Regions from separate parts of the Lactuca sativa genome. Here all the other regions are linked to region 2. The links are chromatin contacts, called in public Hi-C maps. All regions are on one chromosome and are shown on one strand. Each heading gives the region's core, a stretch centred on a gene start, on an enhancer-like site or on the middle of the called end of the contact. The rest is flanking DNA. Distances are from core to core; before and after follow the strand shown.

Region 1 (3,145 bases), core at 78-2,577, 130 kb after region 2:
TTTAATAGGCATGTCATATGAGAGATTGAGAGATCCAAATACAAACGGACATAACAAATAGTCGACTCAACTATCCATGACGTTTTGGCAGATACGAGTTAACACGATCTCAAACATACTTTGATATCCAAATTTTACACGTACACAGGTTGCCCATTGTTTGATTCTTTTCTTTCTCAAATTTGGTTCTTTTGGTCTTGATTCTTTATTAGACATGTTTTCTTCAACATTCATAAATATTATGTGCAACATCTTGCCTTCTATAAACAATAAACCTCCTTTCCATATCTCCTTTTTATAAATGAATTTCAATGATTTATAATTTCACGTTTATATAGTTTTGATTGAGTTGTTATTGAAGATCCATTGACAAATTAGCCCTCAAGTCTCGCGTTTTGAGTCTTAAGAAAGGAATATTTGATTAAAAAACCCAAATCGATTAGATGCTTCTAATATTTTAAGTTTCTGTTATATGTTTAAACAAATATATATCTAGTAATCACATTTACAATCATATAATCTCTCTCTCTCTCTCTCTCTCTCTCTCTATATATATATATATATATATATATATATATATATATATATATATATATATATATATATATATATATATATATATATATATATATATATATATAAACGTAAAGGGCTCATTTATGTGTATAGAATCAAAAAGTATATCACAACTAATTTGTGAATATATGGTTTGTTAAAAGCAAATAATATAATTATTATTATTATAATAATAATAATAAAATAGACTACGATAAAGATTGGTGTTGTGGCGCATTTGAGAGAGAGCTACAAGAAAAGCCAGTTGTCACAAGTGAACCCTCGACGGTCGACGGACCCAATGGGTCTCCCTTCACGTGCCTTTTTCACTAACTTACGCATCCAGATGGCACAATAAGCAAGCGGACACGCGTCTTCATCTTGTTTATCCAAAAACCGGGGACCACACATTTCCATGTATCGGAGAAGCAGCATACCAGATGATCAATCCCCCCACGCAGCCTCGAGTCGCGACAAATAAATTCAAAACTGTAATTCCTATTTTACCCCTTACGCCCAACATTCAAAATCTGTTAGCGAGTACGACACGTGTCCTACGGTCAAATTGGATAAAGTTAAGGTAACTAATTATTGCGGCCCCGTCAATCTAACCAATCACATTACACCACAAAATTAGAATTGGATAATGGATTTACCAGAATAAAATAAAATAATTATAAATTACAAAAATATAGTTACCAAAATACGAATATGGTCTTCATTTTGGACGATATTATATTAGCCTATTAGGTTTAAGAGAGAGAAAGAAAGCTTATCCATTGGGAAGCCTTTATAAAAGCAGACTAAAACGATCATTTGGTTCATCTTCATCATTCATCAACGATAGCAAAATACATTGATTCAGAAAAAGTTTTGAGACATATTCGAATTTTGTTCAGAGAGTAAACTACTTTCATTTTTCAATCCATTGTAATGGCGGCATCCAAGAGTTACTATGCTAGAGCTAGACCAAGCTACCGGTTCATCTCCGACGAAAGGAACAGTGCCGTCGGATCGGATTCGTTGTTTGAGCTCGACGAATCGGATGTCTGGAATGTTTCCGTGTCTCCGGAGTTGCGTAAGACGGTGCCCGGTTCTCGGATCACGAAAAGGTCTTCGTCGGTGGCGGTGAAGCGAGGAGAGCTTGGAGGAACGGCATCGTCGATGCCGGTCAATGTTCCGGACTGGTCTAAGATACTCAAACAGGATTACATGGAGAATCGGAGGAGAGACAGTGACGACGATGATTTCGATGATGATGATAACTGCTCTGGAGATCGGATTCCGCCGCATGAGTTTCTGGCGAGGACTAGAATGGCGTCATTTTCCGTTCACGAAGGAATCGGGAGGACTCTGAAAGGAAGAGATCTGAGCAGGGTACGAAACGCAATTTGGGAGAAAACCGGGTTCGAAGATTAACCAAATTGATCCTTTTTCCATTTCTTCTTACTAAATATCTGCAGATGCGGAATCTTAACACTCAACAGAGAAATCTCCATCTCCATTTTTCTTCAAATTATTTATTGATCAACACAAGTAAATGCCCTTTTTGTGCCCCAATTCAGCAATCTCTTCGTTTTGGTCTGATTTTGCTTTTTTGTTAATTGTGATGGTGAATCCGTTTCTTGGACAGCCATGGGAAGCGAGAATCGGTAGTTAATTAAGATTTAAGAATGTAAATTCTGGATTTTGATATGAAATAGAAATTAGTTTTGAGTTTTGATGAAAGTGTTTCTGTTTGTTGTTTGAAGTTTTCAGATTTGTTGTTTCACCAGATAAAAATAAAGTGGAACAGTGAGGAAGCAGCATCCCAATTACGGGTTGGGTTCAAAAGTGTTAAAAGAATTTTTAGAGAGCATATTCGTATTAAACCATAAAAAAATAGGTAAATTATACGAATAGTCCCTCGTGTACATGCTAAAAAGCACTTTTAGTCCCTATTTTTAAAAATTAACTCGGACCGTCCCTCGTTTAGTTAAAAATTGCATACTTCATCCCTCATTAGTTTAAATTTGCATGTTTCATCCCTTACAAGACATAAAATGACTATTATGTCCTTTTATTTTTTTTTCCACTTAATTTATTGTGATAATAATTATTATTATTAATCTAAAAATAAAAGGCAAAATAGTGCAACCACCACGAACACACCACCTGCATCTCTCAGACACCATAATTCCATCGCCACCTTCCCAGCTCCAACATTATTAGACACCATAATTTCATCGCCACCTTCCCAGCTCCAACATTATTCGACCTTTCTTCCTTAATCAAACACCTTATACCACCTTAAAACCCACCACCAAATTCCTACCCCTCCTTTGCAAGGTTACACCACAATCGGAACACTCTTGTCGCACCTATGTTCACCTTCACAAACCGCAACCAACACCCACTTTAAACCTTACCGGAACCACCACCCAAAAACCTAACATGGATCTTCCTTCCACAATTCCCTTTTGTTGCAAAATCATAAACTAAAAATAATCCACCTCTAAAGACTTCACTAACACGACCAATATATCCCTCAAAAACCCTTTTGTAAATTGAAGAAAAATTCTCCTCCCCAGCAAATTCGCATCTCGCATTA
Region 2 (3,050 bases), core at 31-2,530:
GATTTGATAGAAACAGTCAAGAAACAAAGTTTGTGTCTTGGTGTTTTAGACTTCAAAGATACGATGGTTCCTGGTTGAAGAACACATTGTGTGTGTGTCCATAAACCAATTTCAAAATTCCAAAAAGGAAAATCAAAACCCAAAAATCAAAAAAATCATGCATATGGAAATCTGAGTTCTTGAACATTTGGGTTTCATCTTCGGGTTTATTGTGTAATATATGTATTTGACTACATTTTTACCTATATGGCCACTAAGAAAAAAACAAGGTACTCCGAACAAAGTAATACATTACATATTCACACTTTGATGATTGAAGGTTATTCACAAATAGTTAATAAGTATAACTATGAAAATCCATTAGACTATTAGAGAGATAGGAAATGCAAATTCAGATTGTTATATTTTGTATCATAAAGAACAAGAGTGTTTATAAGAAGTTGATCAATTCATCGTTTGTGAGGTATGAAAAGTTCAAACTCTTAAAAAGTTTAAAATCTAGTTGAGTTTACTAGAGTTGCAATGCAAAAGTATATAGTGTTGCAGAATACTGACTTTTAACATCAAGCGGATGAAATTGATGATATAGTAGAAGCAAAGATGAAATCAAAATTCTCATAGCATTAAAGAACAGAAAGCAACTGAAGTTTAAACTATATCAAAAAACTAACAAAAATCCTCACCTGAATATATAAATCAATCCTGAGGAATCTCAACATCTCCGTCAGCAATTTCCTGCTGTAAATCCTTGGGATCTTTTCCATCAACAGTGCAGCCAACAGAAACACAAGTTCCGAGGATCTCCTTCACAGTTCCTTGCAATTCCTTAGCCATAGACCTAGGGCGCATAACCTTCGCGATCTCGATCACGTCATCGAGTGAAATATTCCCGCTGTGCTTAATGTTTTTCACCTTTTTACGGTCACGTTCAGGCTCCTTAAGCGCCTTGATGACCAGAGCGGCGGCAGAGGGTACGACGGAGACCTTAGCCTGACGGTTCTGTACGGTCAGCTTGACAGTGACTCTAAGACCCTTCCAGTCCTTGGCCGTTTCCTTGGCTATGTCTTCTCCGATCTTCTTCGGAGAGAGACCGAGTGGTCCGATCTTCGGAGCGAGAGAACTCGCTGCTCCGACCTCACCACCGGTGACGCGGACGTAAACATCGACGACTTGTGACGGATCAAACTTTGGCGGCATCTTCGCAGAGTAAGACTAGGGTTTTAGCAAGAGCGGGCGAGGTGATTTCGGCATGAAAACGAAGATTAGCAGAAAGACATAAGATTTAGGGTTTTGCAGAGTGGACTGAAATGCTCATTTCACGCTTCATGGGCTTTTAGGATTTGGTGTTTATTTAGGCCCATTTGACCAGTAGAACCATGAAAGTACGTGGATATTCTTTTTGCATTTATCAAAAAAAAAACTAAAACCAAGTGATTGTTTCAAAAATTAGCAAGGTTTTAAAAAGCTCGGGCTCCGTCATGGCGCGCCATGACTTCAAGGCCTGCACCTGCCGTCAAGTTTTGCCAAAACACCGCCTTAACTCATATATATGTATAAAAATTAATAATAGTTGAAAATACACATAAAAATATAAATTATATAGAAAATTGTCGCCTTAAGTCACGTCTTACAAACGCCGTGACTCGCCAAGGCTCGGAAAAACGTGAGGCTTGACATTGCCGCCAAGTCACGCCTTACGTTATTTAGAACCTTGAAAAGTAGTTTGAACCGATCACATTGAAAACCAAAGACACTAGTTGTTCAATAACAAGCGGTTTATGTTAATTATTAGGCCGAATCAAACCGAACGGTTTTTTCAAAAATCAGGTTAAACCAATGTGTTAGAATCAACAAAAAAAAATTGAATCGGTTTATTGTACTTTGATAGTTGGATTTCACGTAGCCCATTAGAAAAACAACTCATTTTTAAAGGATATTTGAATAACTCAATCAATCAAATTAATCGGAGTATACACCAATCAAAGGTTGATGCACATCACTGCAAGATGTCGGAAAAATGCTTGGTTTTATACTATATGTATGTATGAATAGAAAATACATAAAAAAATATGGAGGTGGGATTGAACCAGTCGAACTATAACCGGTCACCAAACCGGTTCAACTAAAATTTGGTTGTTGTTAAACCGTTATCATTTCCTGTTCTCGATCTGACCAGTTCGAACCAGTTTTAAAACATTGGTTAGTTTCATTTTTTGGATTGATGCAAAAAGACTTGTATGTACAAAATGTATAAACACGATTATAGTACTTTCAAAAACTCATTTGTGTAACACTCGGTTTCGAATCGTTTCATTATCTGGGGTCGTGGCCCAATTATTGGTTATCATAAGGCTTAGGGCCTTGGGGAAGAAGGGAATTGCCCGTTTTTGGATGTGGGTGTATGGAATAAGTAATCCGAGTGTTTGTTTGTGTTTAGGAGCCCAGGGGTATAATCGTAAATTGGCCGCTCGGTCCTTTATGGATTTTAAGTTTCTGTTCGGGAAGTTTTTAGGCAAACGTAAGTTGATAGAAGTGTACGGCTTCTCGTCACCTTTTCGTGGATATAAAGTTCATCGGAAACGAACTTAGAACGAGCGTACTAAGAGGTACGCAGGGCATACTCCCTTCAGCATTAAACCATAATTTTAGGGTTTTACCCTTATATAAGATCATTATATCCTTCCTCTTGGCATTTTAAGTCAGCCTCCATCCCTTTTTGCATGCATTGAAACCCTAGAGTGCCTTTGGTAAGATTTGAAGCTTAGAAAAGTGTTTTATGGTGGTTTGTGAGAAGGTTGAAGACTCATTTCTTGGAGAGGAACTTAGATATCTAGTGTTAATGTCTTCATGTCGTGACTTTGGAGGTATAAAGTCCCTATCTTATCTACTCATTGTATAGATCTTCTTTTGGGTTTGTTTATGGTCATTTTAGCCTCTTTTGGTTGGTCCTTGTGAGCTAAGGTTGTTTCAGAGGCTTAATTTTGTAGATATGGACGTTTTAGGTGTCCCAAAGGCATAAAAATGTGATCTTGATGGTTTATTTGGACTCA
Region 3 (3,267 bases), core at 575-3,074, 180 kb after region 2:
ATATATATATATATATATATATATATATATATATATATATATATATATATATATATATATATATATATATATATATATATATATATATATATGGAAAAGTTCAATAGAGAACCATAATTATGGGTTCTTCAAGAAACCAAATCTTTTTTTTAATTTCTAGAGCTTATTCTTTATCGAAAAAAAAAATCTAAATTCATATATTAACATTGTGAATGTGAAAAATATTTTTCGGATTCACCATGTGAATCCGGATTCACGTTGTGAATTTTCGAAGATTCACATTGTGAATTTGACGTAAAAAACAATTCGAATTTTATATCATTGGAAAAATGATAAAATATTATGAATTTCTGTATTTTTAGTTTTTTTTTTATAAAAAATAAGTTCTAAAAGTTGAAAAAAAGATTGGTTCCTTGGCTAATTATGGTTCTCTATAAATGGTTAATAGATTTTTATCATTATATGCTTAAACTTCAACATAAGACATGTGACCTAAGGAAATATAATGAGAGCAAAAACCGCACCGCAACTAAAATTAACCGCATAAACCGCAACCCCAATAAAAACCGATGATAAGGTTTTCTGTTTTTCAAAAACCGCAAATTTGCGGTGCGGTGCGGTTATTAATTTCTAAAAACCGCAAAAAAACCGCACCGCACCGCATATATTATATACATTTTTTTTATCAATTATTAATTTATTAAGTATTAAAAATAAGACAAGTTTCATGAATGAAATAAAGATAAAATACTATAAGACAAAAGTGTTGGTTTTTTTTTTTATGTTTAAATTTGAAAAATGATGAACTTAGACAATTTTAAGATATTTCTTGCTAATTACTATTGATTTGACATTTTTAAGATATTAGTTGTTTGTAGTTTAAGTTAAATAGTAAATTGTCTTATACCTTATGATTTTTTTTATTATTACAAGTAATATGTTTGAACTCTTAAAACTATTTGAGCTCTAAACTGTGGTTAAAAACGACACAAAATAATCACACCAAATTCATGCGGTTAATAACCGCAACACAGAAAAAACAAAACCGCACCGCAAAAATAACCGCCTAACCGCACCGCAAAACACAACCGCACCATGCGGTTTTGAAAATGAATTAACCGCATTTGCGGTTAGTGGTGAGGTTTTGACTAATAACCGCACCGAATCGCACCGCGTTCACCCCTAATAATGACGGTTAACACGGTATGCAGAAAAAAAAAAAAACGGAAGATCTTTTTTTTTTTTTTTTTGAAAAACCAAATGTTTGATTTTTGGTTATTAGAAAAAAAAAATCAAAATTTCCTTTTAAATTTGATTTCTTATAAGTAAAAGTTGAATCGAACCCAAATACCCAAAACTGTTATATGTTTACTTTTATTATTATATTAAAAAATCAAACTGAAAAAAAATGTTTTTTTTTTTTTTTTTTTCTGAAAACCAAAAATCAGTACGTTAGTTTTTCAAATTTGGTTTTTCTATTTTTTTGGGGGGTTTGGTGTCGTTCGATTTTTTTGCACACCTCTATAAATACGAACTTCATATTTCCTTTAATCATGTATGTGGATTGAGGATGCAAAAATACACTGAAGATGGTTAAAAAACTACATGATGCAATGATGCATTATGAAAAAATGATTTTTAGAATAATGATTTGTTTTGAAAACAGAAAACCTTTTCAAATATAAATGACTTTTTGGAAAATCATTTTAAATATGAATGGTACTTTTAAAACTTCTATAAATTTAAATGATTAATTTCCGAACAATACTTTTTCAGATAAAAAATTCATATTTAAAGAACGTTTGTTTCTGGTTAATTGTATTTCCTGCCAAAATAGAAGTTACGACTACGATCCCTTTTTAATTCATCGGGGCTAAGCAAATTTGGTTGGTATGGTTACGGGTTACCGACCCGTATTTGTTTCTCTGGTCGACTGAAAGTTTCCAACGGACGAAGATCCCGAGTTGTCGACGCTGATGCCATTGCTTCCCGCTCCTCTTTCTCTCTACTCAAAACCCTAAATTCTCCTTTTGCTGAAACCTAACAGTCACATTTGGAAGTATCTATTCATAGATTATCCCCTTCCATGACGTCAAATGCGAGCTCTTCGTCATTCTCCGACGAGGACGAAGAATCCGCCGGCCAAAAACCTAAAACCGGTTCAATTGATTACTCCCCGGACGCTATCGAAAACCAGTTGCCATCAATCGCATTGAACACTTCAATTGACGAAGAAAAGGTATCAGTTGCTGATGATCATCACGAACCTGTCACGGAGATCGCCAGGGGATCTTCGAGGGAAATTGAACCGGAAAGGCTGATAAGTTCGACTGGGGAGAGTAACCTGTCCACGGAGACGGGGGTGTGGAGGAATAGTTCGAAGGTGGAGGTAGATGGGGCTACGTCAAGCCCATGTAGCAGTGGGTATGCCGGTGAGATGGGTACTAGTAGTGGTACCGCTAGTACGTCTGGAGCTGATGATATTCAGGAGCTTCGGAATAATAGTTCTTCCGTGGGTAACGATGGAGAGGTGTTGCATTCTGCTCAATGGGTTCCTGGTAAACGGCACGTTGATGAGGTGAGTAAGTTTTTGAGGCATCAATATGTGTTCTTTAATTTCCGGTAACCGTTACTTTTTCAAGAAAAGTGATTGAAAATTATCAATCACACTGAATTGAGTAGTTGTTTCTAATTCTCGGCTGTTATTCTACAATTATTACAACTAACGTACATCCATAGTATCCAACTACCAGCATCCATGCAACTATTACTATTAAGTTCTGCATAGATATATCTTCCTGATAAGATAATCTATCAACATGTCCAACCGGTTTCCCATGAAATTAAAATTCTATGGTCACTTTACGACTTCTATCAAGCAGATACCATTGTATATGGATATGTTTTTAATTGTGTGTCTTTAGCTCATATACTCCCATTAATGTGGAATAAATCTCAGAAACCCATATATTGGGCTTGTTACCTATATGCATTAACATCACAAAATGCTATCTTGTTCTGTTTAGTTTTGGTTATTGTTTGTGATCCTTTTGGATGGATAGTGAGGAGATTCATGCCAAAAGTTGTATAGTCCTAAGGCTGGTGGCGAATTTTAAACCCGAAAAAGGAAAGCTTTAAGTTAAATCATGCATTTTGAACAATATGATGTTTCAGGCCTCCACAGTTTTAGTAATTTGCAACTAATAGTTCTGAAATACAACAGTTTGTGGTATGCGTATTAGAATGATTGGTGGAAAGATCAATGTA

What was found. A called contact is a pair of places that touch in the nucleus more often than the background predicts.
Region 1: a Hi-C map of leaf shows a contact between it and region 2, with 9 times the contacts expected there. The contact joins the promoter of LOC111899881 here to the promoter of LOC111899880 in region 2. A contact is called at or near these places in 2 of 4 Hi-C or Micro-C datasets (both in leaf).
Region 3: a Hi-C map of leaf shows a contact between it and region 2, with 8 times the contacts expected there. The contact joins the promoter of LOC111899882 here to the promoter of LOC111899880 in region 2. A contact is called at or near these places in 3 of 4 Hi-C or Micro-C datasets (bud and leaf).

Annotation. Positions count from the first base shown.
Region 1 is chr2:193,209,216-193,212,360 of Lsat_Salinas_v11, reverse strand. It overlaps LOC111899881, which reads left to right and starts at 1,327. Exons shown (of 1, transcript XM_023895765.3): 1 at 1,327-2,283. The coding sequence starts at 1,489. The coding sequence ends at 1,974.
Region 2 is chr2:193,339,777-193,342,826 of Lsat_Salinas_v11, reverse strand. It overlaps LOC111899880 (60S ribosomal protein L12), which reads right to left and starts at 1,280. Exons shown (of 1, transcript XM_023895764.3): 1 at 602-1,280. The coding sequence starts at 1,197. The coding sequence ends at 697.
Region 3 is chr2:193,158,676-193,161,942 of Lsat_Salinas_v11, reverse strand. LOC111899882 (vacuolar fusion protein MON1 homolog) reads left to right here and starts at 1,824. Exons shown (of 14, transcript XM_023895767.3): 1 at 1,824-2,578. The coding sequence starts at 2,087.